7 separate regions of the Mus musculus genome follow, and regions 2, 3, 4, 5, 6 and 7 are each linked to region 1. The links are chromatin contacts, called in public promoter capture Hi-C maps. All regions are on one chromosome and are shown on one strand. Each heading gives the region's core, a stretch centred on a gene start, on an enhancer-like site or on the middle of the called end of the contact. The rest is flanking DNA. Distances are from core to core; before and after follow the strand shown. Region 1 holds the start of Brd3os (bromodomain containing 3, opposite strand). Region 2 holds the start of Paxx (non-homologous end joining factor). Region 3 holds the start of Med27 (mediator complex subunit 27). Region 4 holds the start of Ajm1 (apical junction component 1). Region 5 holds the start of Rabl6 (RAB, member RAS oncogene family-like 6). Region 6 holds the start of Fcna (ficolin A). Region 7 holds the start of Bmyc (brain expressed myelocytomatosis oncogene).

The links. Promoter capture Hi-C pulls out the DNA fragments that hold promoters and counts their contacts.
Region 2: a contact with region 1 is called in a promoter capture Hi-C map of liver, with 4 times the contacts expected there. The contact joins the promoter of Paxx here to the promoter of Brd3os in region 1. A contact is called at or near these places in 6 of 39 promoter capture datasets (the C10 cell line, cranial neural crest, hippocampal neurons and 2 more) and 1 of 115 datasets of contacts at active chromatin or transcription factors (microglia).
Region 3: a contact with region 1 is called in a promoter capture Hi-C map of liver, with 4 times the contacts expected there. The contact joins the promoter of Med27 here to the promoter of Brd3os in region 1. A contact is called at or near these places in 3 of 39 promoter capture datasets (embryonic stem cells and liver).
Region 4: a contact with region 1 is called in a promoter capture Hi-C map of liver, with 7 times the contacts expected there. The contact joins the promoter of Ajm1 here to the promoter of Brd3os in region 1. A contact is called at or near these places in 4 of 39 promoter capture datasets (cranial neural crest, hippocampal neurons, liver and 1 more) and 1 of 115 datasets of contacts at active chromatin or transcription factors (embryonic forebrain).
Region 5: a promoter capture Hi-C map of hematopoietic stem and progenitor cells shows a contact between it and region 1, with 5 times the contacts expected there. The contact joins the promoter of Rabl6 here to the promoter of Brd3os in region 1. A contact is called at or near these places in 4 of 39 promoter capture datasets (hematopoietic stem and progenitor cells, hippocampal neurons, liver and 1 more).
Region 6: a contact with region 1 is called in a promoter capture Hi-C map of liver, with 4 times the contacts expected there. The contact joins the promoter of Fcna here to the promoter of Brd3os in region 1. A contact is called at or near these places in 3 of 39 promoter capture datasets (hippocampal neurons and liver).
Region 7: a contact with region 1 is called in a promoter capture Hi-C map of liver, with 3 times the contacts expected there. The contact joins the promoter of Bmyc here to the promoter of Brd3os in region 1. A contact is called at or near these places in 2 of 39 promoter capture datasets (hippocampal neurons and liver).

The regions. Positions count from the first base shown.
Region 1 is chr2:27,441,181-27,443,695 of GRCm38.p6, reverse strand. It overlaps Brd3os (bromodomain containing 3, opposite strand), which reads right to left and starts at 1,260. Exons shown (of 2, transcript NM_001360791.1): 1 at 882-1,260; 2 at 1-768. The coding sequence starts at 313. The coding sequence ends at 59.
Region 2 is chr2:25,459,838-25,462,352 of GRCm38.p6, reverse strand. Paxx (non-homologous end joining factor) reads left to right here and starts at 1,259. Exons shown (of 7, transcript NM_153557.1): 1 at 1,259-1,566; 2 at 1,638-1,698; 3 at 1,859-1,908; 4 at 1,996-2,186; 5 at 2,279-2,344; 6 at 2,494-2,515. The coding sequence starts at 1,442.
Region 3 is chr2:29,345,555-29,348,069 of GRCm38.p6, reverse strand. Med27 (mediator complex subunit 27) reads right to left here and starts at 1,260. Exons shown (of 8, transcript NM_026896.5): 1 at 1,023-1,260. The coding sequence starts at 1,225.
Region 4 is chr2:25,578,843-25,581,357 of GRCm38.p6, reverse strand. Ajm1 (apical junction component 1) reads left to right here and starts at 1,259. Exons shown (of 1, transcript NM_001005424.2): 1 at 1,259-2,515. The coding sequence starts at 1,461.
Region 5 is chr2:25,607,227-25,609,741 of GRCm38.p6, reverse strand. It overlaps Rabl6 (RAB, member RAS oncogene family-like 6), which reads left to right and starts at 1,261. Exons shown (of 15, transcript NM_001024616.2): 1 at 1,261-1,629. The coding sequence starts at 1,500. It overlaps Ccdc183 (coiled-coil domain containing 183), which reads left to right. Exons shown (of 14, transcript NM_029859.1): 11 at 1-117; 12 at 201-311; 13 at 386-482; 14 at 949-1,113. The coding sequence ends at 1,067. It overlaps Fcnaos (a long non-coding RNA gene), which reads right to left and starts at 412. Exons shown (of 8, transcript XR_003954003.1): 1 at 273-412.
Region 6 is chr2:25,626,715-25,629,229 of GRCm38.p6, reverse strand. It overlaps Fcna (ficolin A), which reads left to right and starts at 1,256. Exons shown (of 10, transcript NM_007995.3): 1 at 1,256-1,481; 2 at 1,681-1,794; 3 at 1,899-1,952; 4 at 2,228-2,263. The coding sequence starts at 1,394. It overlaps Fcnaos (a long non-coding RNA gene), which reads right to left. Exons shown (of 8, transcript XR_003954003.1): 6 at 119-276.
Region 7 is chr2:25,705,620-25,708,134 of GRCm38.p6, reverse strand. Bmyc (brain expressed myelocytomatosis oncogene) reads right to left here and starts at 1,256. Exons shown (of 1, transcript NM_023326.2): 1 at 414-1,256. The coding sequence starts at 1,209. The coding sequence ends at 697.

The sequences.
Region 1 (2,515 bases), core at 11-2,510:
GTTGCGTTTTTATACCACGGCTTGATCTTCATGGCCATCAAGGGTCTTCTCCCTGGAATTACATGATTGAGCAAAACTTAGACTGGCCAGTGTCCCTAGAGACCCCAAGCTGGTTTTTGTCTCGAACTAAGATGGCCTCATTTCCATACTGGGAGTACCACATGCTGCGGCTTCTGCTCAGGTATGTACTAGGTGGTACAGACTCCAACTTCTGCTGCTCTTGTTGCCAAATGAGCAAGGACGTATCCCTGTACCGGAGGCGGGCATAGGATTCTGACAGGGCCTTTTCTGCCAGCGGGACTCGCCCACTCATCCCACAGGCCCAGCGTCCTGCACACCTGGCTTTCCTCCTAGGCCAGGAACAGCCGGCTGCTGTGCTTTGTAACTAGTTGGCCAACAACCTTGATGGCTGTTGGGTTTGGGAGTCCTTGTTCAACTTAATAGTGAAAGTAGGTAACTTAGACCTTCCATAGGCAAGATCCTCAGGAGGGCAGGAGAATCCAAGACACATCTCTGACCATTCAGGAGCCACGTGAGAGCCATTCCAGACAAAGTGCTCTAGTGTTGACAGTGACTCCACACCACTCCTGGGAAGCTTATCAGGTGTCCACTGCCGCTGCAATACTGCTGAGCTCAAAGAGATGTATCCAGGGTGTCTGCAGCAGGGGCTGGCCTGTCCACCCCGCTCAAAACACAATGGGGATGTGGACTAAGCGTTGGTTCAGGTCCTTTCTTCTAGCCAGTCTTCCACTCTTACCAAGGGTGACACTACAAAGGGAAGAAACTGTCGGAAGGGGAGGGGAGTCGGGGACAGGCCCAGCATGGGCCTCACCACCAGGAGCAGCCTCTATGGGCCAGAGTGTTCAAGCGAGGTTACTCACGGATGCAGCTTGCTGAGCTGAGCTGAGCGGAAGGATGAGGCGGATGGACAATCGCAGGTCCCTTAATAACCCACAGACGGTTGGCGGTCCCAGGGTCTCCTCTCCGCTGGTGAGAGAAGCGGTCCTCAGCTATGGAGTAGAGAGCTACTGGAAGGAGGAAGGATGCGAGCCCTACGCCCCAGCGGCCAGCAAAGTCACCGCTTGCCCGGATGCTCCAGCGAAGCAGACTTTGCCACCGGCGCTCGCGGACACGCGTGGGCCTGCTGACGCAAGGGATCCAGGTCCCGGGCAGAGCCAGGAGGCCGCGGCTACGTCTCCATGGCAGCGTCGCAGGCGTGGCGAGCCGAGCACCGAGGACCAGCCTGCAGACGGACACATCGATCATTCTGTGGGCGGGGCCAAAGACCTAGAGGGAGAGGAGGAGCGTCCAGAGGGCGGTGGGGAAGGAAAGGGGAAGGACTGGAGTGGGAGGGGGAGCTTGGAGAGAACTTAGGTTAGGGGGCGGAGAGAATAGGGGGAGGAGGAGATCCAGAGAAAAGGGAGAGGGGAGGAGCTTGAAGAGAGGAGGAGCCGGAGAAAGAGGCAGAGCGAGATCCAGGATAAGGAGAGAGTGGAGAGAGAGGAGGATCCCGAGAAATTTGGGAGTGTGTAGTGGGGGAAGAATCTAGGAGATGGGGAGGCTCTGGAGGGGGGAGCATGAAAGGAATGCTAGGAGAAGACAGAGCTAGGGAGGAGAGGATGAGGATTGAGAGGAGGAGCCTGAAGAGGCAGAGGAAGAAGAGGCGTTTGGGGGAAGCAGAGTGGGCATTGCAGAGTGGAGGGGGTGGTAAACACAAAGGGAGAAGCCAGGATAGAAAAGGAGCCTGGGGAAGACACTCTGGAGTCAGGACTGGGAGGGAGATGGGGCTAAGAGCTGGGGAGAAGAGCTTGGGGGCATTGTAAGGAGGAGCATGGAGGGTGAGGAGCGGCTAGGAAACCTGGAGGAGATGCTGAAGAGGGATTAGGAGTTAGCATTAGGCACCTTCCCAGTTCTCGATCCTAACATGGTTTCTGAGGTTTTCTTTCTTTCTTTCTTTCTTTCTTTCTTTCTTTCTTTCTTTCTTTCTTTCTTTCTTTCTTTCTTTCTTTCTCTCTCTCTCTCTCTCTCTCTCTCTCTCTCTCTCTCTCTCTCTCTCTCCCTCCCTCCCTCCCTCCCTCCCTCCCTCCCTCCCTCCGTCTCTCTCTTTCTTTCTTTCTTTTTTTGTTTTTTCGAGACAGAGTTTCTCTGTATAGCCCTGGCTGCCCTGGAACTCACTTTGTAGACCAGGCTGGCCTCGAACTCAGAAATCCACCTGCCTCTGCTTCCCACAGTGCTGGGATTAATTTTATGTTTGGGTTGGAGCTTTTGTGGTCTGGAGTTTGACGCCACGGCCTTGGGCATGTTAGGCAAGTGCTCTAAGGCTAAGCTTTGTCTTCAGTCCTTATTTTCTTTGTGCAGTTTCCTTCTCAGACCTATTGCTGTTATTATTGACATCCCACTCAGATGATGGGCACATTTGTTTTCAATTTATTTAATGTGGTGTGGGATGCATCATTTCAAAAGTAGCTGCGAAATTCCGCCATTCCACATACTGCTCATTTGAATTGTCCTAAAG
Region 2 (2,515 bases), core at 10-2,509, 2.0 Mb after region 1:
CTCTGGCTCTGGCTCTGGCTCTGGCTCTGGCTCTGGCTCTGGCACAGGCAGGCCTCCATACTTTAATATCAAAGGTTTTCCTGGGTTGCCTTGTGCTGTGGTGAGCAATGCAGTAGGGATGGGAGAAATGACAGACATCATTTCTGCCATATTCCAGTGGCTAGAATAGAAGCAAGACCTTAGATGCAGCTTCTAGGAGGGGGTCAGACAATGGTGGAGATGCAGGCAGACATCAAGGCTGAGCCAGAAACTCCTAAAACCAGGATGTACGGTACACAGTGAAAAGCAGGGAAAGTAAGACATGGGAGAGAGGGATGGAGACTTGAGCAGAGGTGAAATGTTCTACATGGATCCTCAAGAGGACACTTTCAAAAGAACTACAGGTAAGTACACCCGGCTGGAGACAGGCAAAAACCCATGCACGCAAAGGCTCTAGTCCGGAGCCTCAGCAGGGTTGAGCAAAACTAGAGGAAAGTGGGAATTGAGTATGTTTGGCTGATGGCACTTTTCAAATGTTAGCACAGTTCACCAAGTTACTAACCACTCTCACCATGGTTCTCATAGGTTCATGCTAGCCCTCTTCCACAGCCTTGGGAAGACTTCTGTTCCCATCAGGCCTCCTCCTGAGCACACCCTTTGCTGGGCTCCATTCTCTGCAGGTGGCATCAGCCCCTACTATGCAGGCCCTGTGTGGATTCTCATGAGCATTTGCTGCAGTGTGAGTGCTGTCCTGTCGGACTAGTCATCTCTCCCATTAGATCTCAGGTTCCAGAGACCTCCTGTTGGTGAAGGTGTCCTCAGGGCTGACAGGTATCACACAGAGGGTGGTGACTCAGACAATGGGAGGGTATTGCCCGGGAGAAAACTGCATCTCCAAACGTTTCCACATGTACTGTACTTACTCTTGTATTTTGGTTTGTTACAACTCAGCTTTAGAAAGAGATGTGTTTATATCTAAAGTGACAGGAAGGGACAAGTGACCAACAGTTTGGAGGCCCTGCAGTACAAGCCCTTGGGGGATAGATAGGAAAGAAGACCGGCATTGAAGAGCGGCAGATATGTTGCTAAGAAGGACCCAGAAAAGCGGAAGAGCACAAGGAGTGAGACCATAGTAGATCTCTGTTTGGATGCAAGGGCCAAAGAACAGAGCCCAGAATAGCACTGAGTAGCTAATGCGCTAAGCCCCGCCCTCCGAGTGCTTCCCGCCCCGCCCCACGTGCTAAACCCCGCCCTTTAGTCAGCCTCTTACTTAATGCCTGGTACCCGGAAACAATGTCAACCTTGAGTACCGCCCATCGCCTCGTCCTTCCGTCCCTCCAGAAACCAGAAGTTCCGCCGCCGAGCGAACACCTTAGATTGTGAGTCACCGAGTTTGTACTTCTGCGCAGGCGCCCTCAGCCCACATCTAACTTGGCTCCTGCGGCGAGACCGCCCTGCTGTCATGGCTCCTCCGTTGTTGTCGCTGCCGCTTTGTATTCTGCCGCCGGGTTCGGGCTCCCCCCGCCTGGTGTGCTACTGCGAGCGGGATAGTGGTGGAGACGGGGACCGCGACGACTTCAACCTCTAGTGAGTGGAGTCTAGGGATGTGGGGTGCGGGAGCATAGCGGGCACGGTGCCTGACAGCCCCTCCCACCCAGTGTGACGGACGCCGCCGAGCTCTGGAGCACCTGCTTCTCGCCTGACAGCCTGGCGAGGCTCGTGAGTAACAGTGCTGGGGATAGGAGACAGCTGGTAGCTTGCCACCCTCCCCCTCCCCGTGGCAGTGGTTCTAATAGCATTTCCAGGGTAGGGCAGTTTGGAATGTCCAGTGGGTCCAGGGTCCTGGGCGGGGTTAGTGACAATTCCTTGTTCCCAGCAGAAAGCCCGATTTGGCCTAAGTGGGGCTGAAGATATCCATTCCCGGTTCAGGTGAGTTCCAGTTAGGGAGGCCATGTGAATGAGAAGCTTGGGGTAGTGCTAACACATCCTGGCCATAACACACATCTCCCTCCTTAGGGCAGCCTGCCAACAGCAGGCAGTAACTGTAAGCCTGCAAGAAGACAGAGCATTGATAACCCTTTCAGGGGATACCCCTGCCCTGGCCTTTGACCTCTCCAAGGTGCCCAGCCCGGAGGCAGCCCCCAGGCTGCAGGCTTTGACTCTCAGCCTGGCAGAGCATGTATGCAACCTAGAGAGGCGGCTGGCAGGTACTGTATGTGTGGGCACCTGTACCTTCCCTCAGGGGCATGCTTTTGCAGACCCTCCTGGCATTGAGTGAGATGCCACGACTCTCTCTTAGCTGCAGAAGAGACCATCACTAGCCCCAAGAAGAACACCCAGCCAGCAGGCACTCAGTTCTTACCAGGTAAGGGGTGGGCCTGGCATGTGGGCTGGGGCTGCTCTTTCTCTGGAACTGCCTCTCCAGATGTCTCATGGGAGAATCTTTCCATGTGGACAGAGTTCTGGCCAGGGTTCTTTGGAGTTCAAGATTTCCCTGATCCTATTTTCTGGCAGAACTTGATCACCAGAGAGGCAG
Region 3 (2,515 bases), core at 11-2,510, 1.9 Mb before region 1:
AAACCCTGTCTGGGGGGGGGGGGGAGACCTCAAGTCCTTCCATTCTAATTTCTAAGACAGGAAGAAAACACAAGTTCAGGCACAGAAGACATGCCTACTAAACTGTGTGTGGTGGCACACACCTTTAATCCCAGCAGATTAATCCAGAGAGGCAGAGGCAGGAGGATCTCTTGTGAGTTTGAGGCCATCCTGGTCTACAAATTGAATTCCAGGACAACCAAGACTGTTACCCTGAGAATCCCTGTCTCAAAATCCAAAGTGCCTTCTATGCATGGCATCTGAGTAATGTCTTCTCAGCAAACTCTTAATACACTAATGATGTAAAAGGAGTCCCGTGAGGGAAATATGTAATCCCCAATTATTAGGGGTTAACCTGCTCAAACATTCCTTTCCCGTTGTAGTGAACTGAGTCCTCTGAAACTGAACCTAAATAAATTCTTCCTCTTAAACATCCTAATAGATGTAAGACTGTATCTCTCGAGAAAAGAGCTAAACAAAAGGAATGATGGTGACTGGCAGTGAGGAGCAGGTGGCTTCGGAGGGGAAATGGAAAGAGGCAAAGGTAACGGAGGTAGTCTGAGAATGAGGTGAGGTGGAACTGATGAATTCTAGGCTCTGAGGATGGGAACTGGAGCTCATCGGATCGAGAGGTACGTAATTGGGCCTGGGACAGTGTTGATGGGGAGACTGGCCCGATGTGATGGAGCCCAAGGAAAAGGTCTGATAAGATCGACGAGGTGGAAGTTCCTGAGAAGAGGTTTCCTCATCAGATAGGACCACTACAGCGGGAACCGAGGACCACAGATGACAACCAGGACGAAATGGCCAACAGAATGAATACTAGGTAACGGGACGGGAGACAAGGAGTCCCTGAGAGGCTGACTAGGACCGGGAGATGAGCGAAAGTGACAGCGGACTGTGAATAAAGGAGAGAGGCCCGTGACTGGGCAGACTGGCGCGGGATCCGGGCGGGACAGGTGCCAGAAGGGTCCTCAACCCCGATCCTTTCAGCCAGTACCTACTTGAGGTCCCGGTTGACGGAATGCAAGTTGTCCTGGAAGTTCGCGATGAAGGCCTTCTCGCGGCCCTCCAGCGTCTCTTTGTTGCGCATGCCATCCTTAAGGCAGTCGAAGACCCTACTCACGCTAGAGCGTAGCGCCTGGATGGCGCTAATAGCCTGCGAAAAGGCCTCCAGGTTCACACCAACGCTCAGCACGTCCGCCATGTTGCAGCTGTCACAGCCGGCTTTCCAGAGTCCACAGCCTGAGCGGCGCGCGGCGCTTCGTGATGACGTTGTCCTAGGAGGGTATTGGGATGTGTAGTTTGCGACGTGGCTCCCATCCAGGAAGCTCTAGCGAACTTGGAAAAACAGCGCCAGTCTGACTGAATGAGAGAGTTGACCACAAGTTATGATCTCCATCTAGGGAAGTCATTTTGTCCTCTCCTTTTGCTTAATAGTGAATGACAAAGAAATGCAGAAGCCCACTGTGTATCTCCAAAATTTGAACAGTCACATAGGAATTTCTCAAAACAATAAAATGTCCCCAGAGTACATGAATGAGTCCATATTCATAAATAAAGGGGAAGAACTCTCTTACCTGTAGTAAAATGCCAACACATAAATGAAGGCAGAGTGATACAAGAAAACTGCCACTTGGCAGCCTAAATAATTGGTTAAGGTATGAATCAATTGATGTTTTTTCGAAACAGCAAGGTATTCTATATAGTTTCAAAACGTTTTTCTTTATGAAACTTAAAAGGAAATAGAAAACATTTGGGCTACATGAGGACCTGTGTCCAAAAAGTAAATTAACAATAATAATAATAATAGAAATTATGGTATGTGTCCAAAAGAATTGAAAGCAGTGTCTAAATGAGATGTTTGTACTTCCATATCCACCGCAACCTCATTCACTATAGTCAAGTGTGAAAGGAGCCAGATATCTACCAACGTATAAGCAAATAAGCAAAATGTGATTATATATGATACAAATTGATATATACTGTGACATCAAAATGGACAATATACCTTTCAAGTTAATGGAAGATCAAAACAGGGAAAATAGACCTTGCAGCTTAGGGGATCTGTTTGCAGTTAAGACAGTTAAGAATAAGTTCCTCTGTCCTGTGCAGGCTAAAGTTTCTGTTTGTAATTAAAGAATAAGTTCTATTTGCCTCATGTTAAGTCCTTGCAAGTTAGGGTTTTTATTTGTAATTAAGAATAAGTTCCTGGGACTAGAGAGATGGCTCAACGATTAAGAGCACTGACTGCTCTTTCAGAGGTCCTAAGTTCAATTCCCAGCAACCACATGGTGGCTCACAACCATCTGCAGTGGGATCAGATGCCCTCTTCTGGTGCATCTGAAGTCAGCTACAGTGTACTCACATACATAAAATAAAAATAAATCTTAAAAGAAAAAAAAAAGAATAAGTTCTTGTTCTTTTTGTTTGGTTTGTTTTTGTTTGGTTTTTCGAGACAGGGTTCCTCTGTGTAGCCCTGACTGCCCTGGAACTC
Region 4 (2,515 bases), core at 10-2,509, 1.9 Mb after region 1:
TGCTCCTGACAGCTGCAGCCAGCAAAGCCGACTGTCACCTTCCTGGGGCGGAGCCTCAGACCCTGTCATCTCACCCAAACTCTGACCTGGCACTGAGTTTAGAATGAAAGGGGTCTTAATAGGGTCGGCATGAACCTGGGTTTGGAACAAGCCTTGGTACTTAGTAGCTCTGACTCCAAAGAGCACCCCTCTAACAGCCCCTTGTACACCTGGACTAGAGACCCGAAAGGCCCATCCACTTACAAGTCCTGCCAGGCCCCAACACACTCTCAACTTCCTCTGGAGCAGATGTCCTGGGAGTAGGTGCATTATGGGGGGAGGGTGTGTGTGTGTGTGTGTGTGTGTGTGTGTGTGATCGCCTTCTTAAACCCTCTTTCTCTAGCCAGCTCCAGGCCCTGGAGACCACAGACACTGGTGGCCCACATCTGAACATTAGCCTAGATCGTTTTCAGCCCATAGCTCCAGGGATGAACAACCACACGTTTCCATGGAGCTTTCCAAAGCCAGAGTGGGAAGGACTCTGTCCTGGGGAGGGGCTTTCCCGCCCTCTCCTCTGCCTCCTCCTAGCTAGCAGCCTCCTGGCTTGGTACACTAGTGGTAGTTTTCAGCTTAGAGGAAGGACACCATGAACTCGTGGCTCACATGGCCCCACGTGGTTCTGTAGCCTAAACCTGGCTTTAGCACACACTGGGGGTGGGGGAAGGGTCCATGTGCAATTCTGCAAAGCAGGAGAGTCTTGCTGTAGCCTTCTCTGTTCCAGCAAGCTTGGTGGGTTTCATTCAAGCAACTGGGGTCCAAGATTTATGCAAAAGGAAGAGGGATTTGAGACCCAAGAAAACTCTGGGATCATTCCTCTGCCTAGGACCTCATCGAGTTGAGGGGACTTACGCTTAGTTAAAAAGGACTTGAGTGCTAGGAGAAGAGTTCTCTGCCCAGCCTAGTCGGCAGGCAGGAACCATTCATTGACTCACCTGGGACTCTGCATTATCAGAGGGTCTACCTGTAAGGAAATCTAAAAGTGCATCGTTCCAACTGTAGGCACCAGAGGGCAGTAGTGCTGAGATCACGTCCCGCTTTGATCTACCTAAGCCTGCCCAACCGACCCTAGTAGGGGGAGAGAATGCCTGGCAGGTTTAACTCAGGAGTTCCCTCTACAAAGAAGGTCCACAGTAGCCTAAATTCTCCTGGCCCATCTACCCCACAGGTCGCATGGACTGTGAGCTTTCTCCTGCAGGTACATCTAACATAGGCATGGAGGCAGCACCAGAAGCCTTGACCATGACCTGCAGCCAAGGCTGCACCATCCCCTATGCCCCAGGTAAGCCGGACCAGCACGTGGGGTGGGGTGGGGTAAAGGGCTTGGGGTGCAGAGGAGGCTGCCCTGACCGGTATCTCCTCCCAGGGCAAAATCCCCGAAAGGCCGTGTGACTGGAGCTGCCAGCCTGGGGACGTCTTTTAAGATGACCCGCACGGACCCGCCGGACTTGCTGGTGTCGACCGTGTACCAGGACATCAAGGTGGTGGACCCAGGGCTCACGTCCAAACGCCAGCCATGTGAGCGATCCGTGGCCCGGCCTGCTGCGCCCACGCCTTTCAACAAGCGCCACTGCCGTAGTTTTGACTTCTTAGAGGCACTGGACGAGCCCACCATGGAGACACACCCAGAGCCGCCACCTCCTGAACCTGCGCCACCGCGCGCCCGACCCAGAGACAGCGAGCCTCGGCGCCGCACCCGTTCCAAGAGCGCGCCCCGTGCGTCCCAAGGCCTGGCGACTGCTCCAGCTTCGCCGCCCGTACTGCAACGCAGAGGTCGGGAAGCCCAGCGTGCAGTGCGGGTGGAGGGGTCGCCGCGCCGGGAGCCCTCGTATCCTGCGCTGAGAGCTCTCGCTAATGAGCTGCACCCCATCAAGCTCCAGCCACAGCGGGGAGGCCCCGGACGCATCGCGCCTCTATGCGCCACCCCAGGCCGCTGCGCACCACCGGAACCACCCTCTGGACCTGTCCCCCATGTCCGCTGCCGTTTGGACATCAAGCCGGACGAGGCAGTGCTGCAGCACGCCGCCCGAAGCTCGCGATCTTGCGCACCTAGAGAGACGACGTCCTGGGCTCGCACAGCTCCACAGTTCCATGGCCTCACAGTTCCCGGCCCTCGCCACGTGGCCCTGTCACGCACTCCTACCCCCAGTGACTTGTACTGTACTGACCCCAGAACTCTGTACTGTGACGGGCCACTGCCTGGGCCCCGGGACTACTTGGAGCACCGCAGTCAACCCTTCACAACGCCTCCAGGTCCCACCCAATTCTTCTACACCGAGGAGCCAGAGGGCTACGCAGGCAGCTTTACCACAAGCCCCGGCCTTCCCTTTGATGGCTACTGTTCCAGGCCCTACTTGTCCGAAGAACCCCCTAGACCCAGTCCAAGGCGTGGGGGCAGCTACTATGCTGGCGAAGTACGCACCTTCCCGATCCAGGAGCCCCCCTCCCGCTCCTACTACGGGGAGACAACTCGAGCCTA
Region 5 (2,515 bases), core at 12-2,511, 1.8 Mb after region 1:
AGACTCAAGCAGGCCCAAAACAACATGAATAAGGGCCAGCAGCTGCTGCTGGTCATCCAGACAGGTATTGACAACCTCTACATCCGGCTCATCGGCATCACCTTGCCAACCTTCCAGGTATCAGCCCCCGGGGAGGAGATGCTGTGTACAGGGTCCCTGTGTGGGACCACAGGAAAACCAGCTGCTCCTCTGACCCACAGAAAGAAATAGCAGTCTCTAACACTCTTGATGTGTACGGCAAGCTGGATTATTGTGAGGGAAAGCTTATCTACCTGGCTGAGCGCATGCAAACGTTGTCCAGAAATGAGGAGGTAACCCTGGGCCATGGAGGGGTCCCCACAAAGCCCATGTGCTCTCCAAGATGATAATGGGTGCTGCCCTGCAGGTTGACACAAAGGTGAGGGACACCTTGGAGTCATCAACTCTAAAAGAGAAACATAATACCAGAATTACCTTTGAGGACCCAGAGGAGGACATGATAGGTGAGGCTCTACATGCCGGCCACAGGAAGATGGAGAAGGACGACAAGAACAATAGCTGCAACTAGATAGGGTCTGAACTCAAGACAAGAGATGGCATACATGGTGACTGGGCGCTGAAGGGAAAGGTTTTAATCGATAGACGTTACAGAGGTTTCTTTTTCTGAGACAAAAGGGACGTATATCATGGGATGGGCCAGAAGGGAGCCCAGACCGAACTTTTAGAAGAATTTCTGCTACAGAGGCAAGGTGGGGTGAAAGGATAAGGACAGCTAGTGTGGATAATCTTGGCAAATCCTAGTTGTCTGGCACCTGGCCTTAGGTGACTTAGGGCAGGGGTCTCCAGTCATTGATACATGTCTGAAATGAGCTCCCGGCAGGAGATGGCCTATGGCAGCAAACGCCAACAGGTAGAGGTGGGAGGCTTCTGGAAAGAGGGTGGCAGCCACTCCTTTTCTTGCCTGTTCAGAAACCTTCCAGTTTGCGGATGTGGACCATAGTTACGTCCCTTCGCGGGCGGAGATAAAGAAACAGGCCCAACAGCTGATCGAGGCGAAGCTCAAGGGAGCCAAAAAGAAGAAAAAGTAAACCTGTCTGGGCTGTAGTACAGAAATAAACATTTTTCCAGAACTACACTAGAGGAAGGAGAAACCTCGGGACTCTTGAGGACCGGGAAGCTGATCGTTGGACCAGAGGGGGTTGGTGGCGGCGAGGTGGAGATGCTAGAAAAGGGCGGGACCTAGTGCGCTCTCTGCGCATGCGGCGGCTACGTGTCCCTTTTAGCGTCCCGTAGCCGCGCCGGCGCCAAGATGGCGGCGCTGACGGGTGCCTGGCTGCCGCGCCGAGGGCCGTGGAAGCCGGAGCGGAGCCACAGAGGCTGAGGCCCCAGAACCTCGCTCGAGGCCGCGCCCGCTCCGGCCTCGGGGGAAGCCTGGGCCGGCCGGACATGGTGCGGGGTGCGCTGTGCTGCTGCCGCTGCTGAGCTCGCAGGCCAGCCCGGCTCGCACGTCCAGCAGGAACATGTTCTCCGCGTTGAAGAAGCTGGTGGGGTCGGAGCAGGCCCCAGGCCGGGACAAGAACATCCCCGCCGGGCTGCAGTCCATGAACCAGGCGCTGCAGAGGCGCTTCGCTAAGGGGGTTCAGTATAACAGTGAGTGCGGGCCGCGCCGTCGGGCAGGCCGGGGCGGCTGGCAGGGCCCGGGGCGGCCACCCAGCCTACTAGGGTCTGGAAGAATCAGAGGGTAGGGGCGGACGGGTCCCTGGGTTCTGAGTAGTGGTCGTTCCTTGAGGGACATCACCTGACAGGAGACCTCCAGAGAACAGCTGTGCGGCGACACTAGCGGAGCAGCGGTGGAGGACCCTGATTGGCGCGGGTACCCTGCGGAGAGAGACCATTACATAACCCGAGGGTGCGCGCGCGGGGCTGCGTGTGCCTGCCTCCTCTCCGCCCCCCGCGCCTGCTCTCACTTGAGGCTCCTGAAAGTCGGAGGCTCCTGAAAGTCGGTCGCCTGTGGGCCTTGAGCCTTGATTTTGTTTTTTTGTTTTTTGTTTTGTAAGGGATATGCTTTTTTTTTTTTTTTAATTTCAAGAGGCTCTTAACTCTGCATCCCTGACCCCACAAGAAGAAAAGTCCGCTCTGCCCTTCGTTATAAATTATGTATGTTGTGCAGCGAGAAGCACACGGTTCTCTTGACCTCTTTAGAGTTTTTCCATTTGCAGGTTGAACAATCAAAAGATTCTTGGGCAATGTCGTGGTCTGATATTGTTTACTTCTAAACTATTTCTATACTGCAACATTTTTGAAGCGCGTGCGCGCACACATACATGCACTGGCACATACACACAGTTCACTGTAAGCTGTGCCTCACAGGGTCAGTGATATTTAGGTAATAATGTAACATTATGAAACTTACTAGGAGGATTTTTTGTGCAAATTTAGAAGCAAACAGTGTATGTGTGTTAACTTGGAAGTTTGTATTTCTCTTGACTGAGGAAGAGAATTGAGTCAAATATTCAGTGGTTTGTGTTCTTTGGAA
Region 6 (2,515 bases), core at 7-2,506, 1.8 Mb after region 1:
GTAAAGTTGGCTGAAAGGGGATAACGCTGGAAAAGTTAGACTCTTTTAGGTTTAACATTTTTTAATGAATTATTTTATTCATTTACATCCCTAGACTTGTTATTTTTAAAACACCTACCGCCTGGGCTGTGCTCAGCTTGCTGCAGTTGGAGATGGGGGAAGCCATTGCTGTTAGAGAGCTGGCTACTCCGATGAACCTCAGGGTTCAGGCCTGGGGCAGGAAAGAGCACTTCCTGTAGGAACTGGTGCCAGTGAGGACAGAGGGAGGTCAGCAGCCTGGAGGGACAGAGGGAGGTCAGCAGCCTGGAGGGACAGAGGGAGGTCAGCAGCCTAGAGGGACAGAGGGAGGTCAGCAGCCTGGAGGGACAGAGGGAGGTCAGCGACCTGGAGGGACAGAGGGAGGTCAGTGGCCTGGAGGGACAGAGGGAGGTCAGCAGCCTGGAGGGACAGAGGGAGGTCAGCGGCCTGGAGGGACAGAGGGAGGTCAGCAGCCTGGAGGCGTGCTGGGGAAGGAATGGGGGAGCATAGCTGGCCTAGTCTGGCCTGCAGGCACTCAGGTCCCTATGGATTCCCTGCTCACTATAAACCCTAGCCAGGCCGATGCCAGACTTTGCAGTAGGTAGGTATTAAGGTATACAGGGCAGGACTGGAGAGATGGCTCAGAGGTTAAGAGCACTGCCTGCTCTTCCAGAGGTCCTGAGTTCAATATCCAGAAACCATGTGGTGGCTCACAATCATCTGTAATGGGATCTGATGCCCTCTTCTGGCATCCAGGTGTACATGCAAATAGAGCACTCATATACATAAAATAAATAAATCTAAAAAAAAAAAAAAAAAGGATGTAGGCAGGGTAGTGAGAACGAGGGTTCTGCTGGCTTGGAGGGCCAGGCTCAGCTCTTTCATGGCCCAGCCAGTGCCTCACACTCTCTCAGGAAGGCTTCTTCTGTCTGCTATCCATGGATGGGAGGCTGAGAGGTTCAGCATTTGGCTCTGGGAGCTCAGTAGGCGCCTTTGGCCAGCCTTGCCTTTCTGAGCTAGTTCTTTGGGAATCTATTCTTTGGAGAGAAGCAGAAGAGGAAGGTAGAGGAGGAAGAGGAAGGTGGAGAAGGAAGAGAAGGAGGTGGTGTCCTCATGCCCCGAATCCCCAGTGCTGACTGGGAAAGTGTGCTGAGTGTGTGAGTACTGTACTCATGTGCTACAGGGAACTGCTGGGTGTGGCGCTGGCCATCTGGTGACACACAGGAAGTGTGCCTGGTTTTAACTTGCACTCCTTCTCAGGAGAAAAAGCTGAGCCGTGAGGAATCCAGGCAGTGAGGGTCTTCACTTCGTTCATCAGTGCCTCAGCCTCCGTCCAGAGCCAGGGAGTCAAGGAGTGGCTGCTGTACCCAGAGCAATGCAGTGGCCTACGCTGTGGGCCTTTTCAGGACTGCTCTGTCTCTGTCCCTCCCAGGCCCTGGGTCAGGAGAGAGGTGCCTGTCCAGGTGAGAGGGGTCTGCTCAGAAGTGTGGGCACACACATACCTGCATATGCCTGCACATGTGGCAGCAGGAGATGGGACATTTTAGAAGGGCAGCCTGAAAACACATCCAGAGACAGGCTGCATGAATGCTAGTGGGTACGGAGAGCTGTGGTTTTCAATGCTGCTCCAAAGCCACCCCTCTTTTTTTTTTTTCTATGCAGATGTTAAGGTCGTAGGTCTGGGGGCCCAGGACAAGGTGGTTGTCATCCAAAGTTGCCCTGGCTTTCCTGGCCCACCTGGGCCCAAAGGGGAGCCTGGAAGCCCTGCTGGAAGAGGTAGCAATCTGGATGGGAGAGGGATTCCCCTTAGCCTCCCCTTGGCCCAGCTCCCTCCAATCCTACCTAGGAGATGAGATCCAGTTTAGTCCTTGTGTTTACAGGAGAACGGGGCTTTCAGGGCAGCCCAGGAAAGATGGGACCTGCCGGCAGCAAAGGTAAGAGGGAATTCTCACATGGGTCTATCTGCCTAAGATCCAGACAGGTCTTGAGAGTGGTGCCAGTAGCACCTGAGCCCACACACCATCCTCCCCTATGTCCAGATGCATGCCTGCCCCCTTCCTACAGGCTGGGCATTCAGATCTCTCTCCTACAAGTTCTGCTCGCATGGATGGACACATAGGTGGATACACACACACACACACACACACACACACACACACACTGAAGTGAAAAAGAACCAGCACTGTAAGAATGCCCCTTCTGTCTACAGGAGAGCCAGGAACCATGGGGCCCCCGGGAGTTAAAGGTGAGCCTAGTAAACAAGTCTCCTTAGGAAGGGACCAGGAAGGACAGCTCCACATGGAGCAATATGGGATTAGGGTCTTGTTGGCTTAAGGGGAGTCTTGAATACAAAGAAAGGTGGGTGTTCCCAGAAGCACTACTTCAGGGGTCCCCAAAGTCTCCCCGGATCATTATGCATATCAGAATGTTGGGGGCTCACAGACTAGGGGAGAGGCTGGAAGCTGGGAGGGGTACAGGAGAGGATGTGGCAGGATTC
Region 7 (2,515 bases), core at 7-2,506, 1.7 Mb after region 1:
AGCAGTGTCTAAAGACAGAGGAGCCAGAGAGGCGAGGCACCGGTACTCTGGAGGTTTTTTTTGTTTGTTTGTTTGTTTTTTCCTGCCTCTCCTGATTCACCTTTTTGCTATGCTTCAGTAGTACCTTTATTTTATTTTTAAAATTATATCAATTGTTTAAAACCCCTCAGTCTATCTAACTTTGTTTATGCATCTATCTCATCTTTTGTCTTTTCCTCTTTCTTTTTTCTTTTCCTTTTTGGTCACATAAAGTTCCCCTTTCTTACTTTTAGTCTACTTTTAGCAGTAGTATTGTCTGTAGCTCCTCGGTTCCTTATTTTGCTATGTTTCATAAAGCTGTTTTTTTTTTAAGCATGGGCTCAACATATTTCCGAATTACTTTGATTTTCTTTAAACAATAAAAAAGAATCAGCTTTTGAAAGGAAAATATACCTTTTTATATTTCATATCCTAAAATCTTGTATAACTGATAAGACGTTTTTATTGATGTTATTTACACTTAAGGGTCCAGCTGATGTTGGAAAATTGATATACTTTAAGATTCCTTTTTTAAACAAATACAAATCTGTTAAGGGGAGTGAGGAAGGGTGGCAAGCTTAAAAAAGAAAAGAGGGAGGGGAGGGTTCTCTTACGCCCAGGATTTGAGGCAGTTAACATGGCTGAAGCTTACAGTCCAAAGCCCCCCGTGCTGTGCGCTCAGGTGTTGCAGGTGCAGTCTGGAGGCGTAGCAGGCTCCACGTCGGCGGCCAGGCTCACGCCGGTGCCTTCTTTGCGCACAGCCTGGTAGGGGTCCAGCTTGGAGACCAGCTTGGCGGAGGCCGAGAAGCCATTCCACATACAGTCCTGCAGGATGATGTTCTTCACGAAGGTCTCGTCATCCGGGTCGCAGACGAAGCTCTGCTTCACCGCGTCTCCTCCTGGCAGCTCGGGCAGGTCTGCGATGGAGAAGCTATCACCGTCGTGGTCCCTGGGGGCGAAAGACACGGCGACCGCTTCGCAGGGAGGCGAGTAGAGCCCGGCGTGGCCCGGGGACGGGCGCGGCGTGGGCAGCAGCTCGAATTTCTTCCAGATGTCCTCGCTGGGCGCTGGCGGCTGCGGCGGCTGCTGGTGGTGCACGTCCTCCTCCTCATCGTCGCACATGAAGTATGGCTGCACCGAGTCATAGTCCAGGTCGCGGTTGCCGTTAGCGAGGCTCACGTGGAGGGGCATGGTCGCGGCGTTGCGTTTGGAGGCGACCCGGAGGGGTGCAGGGCTGCTGCGGAAACCTGGCGCGCTGCGCAGCAGCCCCGAACCACTCCCCTTCCCAGACCCTCACTTCCGACAATCCCGACAGTCCCTTCACCAGGCTCGGTCTCCGGCTGCAGCGGAGGGAGGAGGCGTCAGCTCGTCGCCAGACGCCACGCTCAAAGTATCGCGCCACCTTACGGAGAGGGGCTATAGGCGCTGCATCCTACGTGCACAGGATACATTTTCGTGGACGCAGATAACCTATTCTCCGCATACTCTCACTCATTTCCTGCTAGTGTCTACCTCTCCACCTCTCAGTCCTCTTCGTTCGCCCAGTGACTCTTCTACTTTCATGTCATTTGTAACACGTGTGATTTCATGTACCTATGAAATCGAGAACCCATGGATGAAAAAAGCAAAGATCTTGTCTCTCTGAGACTGACTTAATTCATTTAATATGATACTCTCCAATTCCATCCATTTCTTGCAAATGACACTCTTTGCTCTCATTTATGACTGAAAATGTTCCACTTCCACATACGAACCACATCTTTATTGTCCGTTCCTCTGACGATGGACACCTTGGTTCCGGAACAGCTATTGTGGAAATGTCCGTAATAAACCCGCGTTCAAGGATCTCTGTGGTGGCATACTTGCTTCGGGTCTTCAAGGGTTTTCTTAAAGCTACACTATTTTTTTTATTTATTTATATCATTTTAAGTGTATGAATGATTTGCCTGCATATATGTAAGTGCATCATCACCTACATGCCCAGTCCCCATGGAGACCCAAAGAGGAAGACTGATCCCCTGGAACTGTGTCAGGACAGTGTGAGCCTCTGTGTGAGTGCTGCGAACTAAGGCCCAGGACCTCTGGATCTCTGCGAGAGATCTTAACTACAGAGACCATCTCCAGCATCATCCCACACACCTGTAATGAGTATATGATGCTTGCATCTATGAATGGCTCCTGCAAATTTTCTAAAATGTAGATACAAATATGTGTGAGCTACACATTAAATTTAGGCATGAATTAAACTTCTAAAACACTTTATGATTAAATATTACATAATGCCAAGCAGTCAAGGCAGCTCATACATTGGAAGGCTGAGGCAGGAGGATTACCATGGCTGGGCTACATAGTAAGTTCCAGGATATCCTGGTCTACATAGTGAGAACTTGGCTCAAACAAACAAGAAAATCCATAACACAGAATTCTTTAAAAAAAATTAAAAGATCTAACCTATTTTCTCTTTTCTTTCCTTATTTTATATCAAATTTTTAGAAAG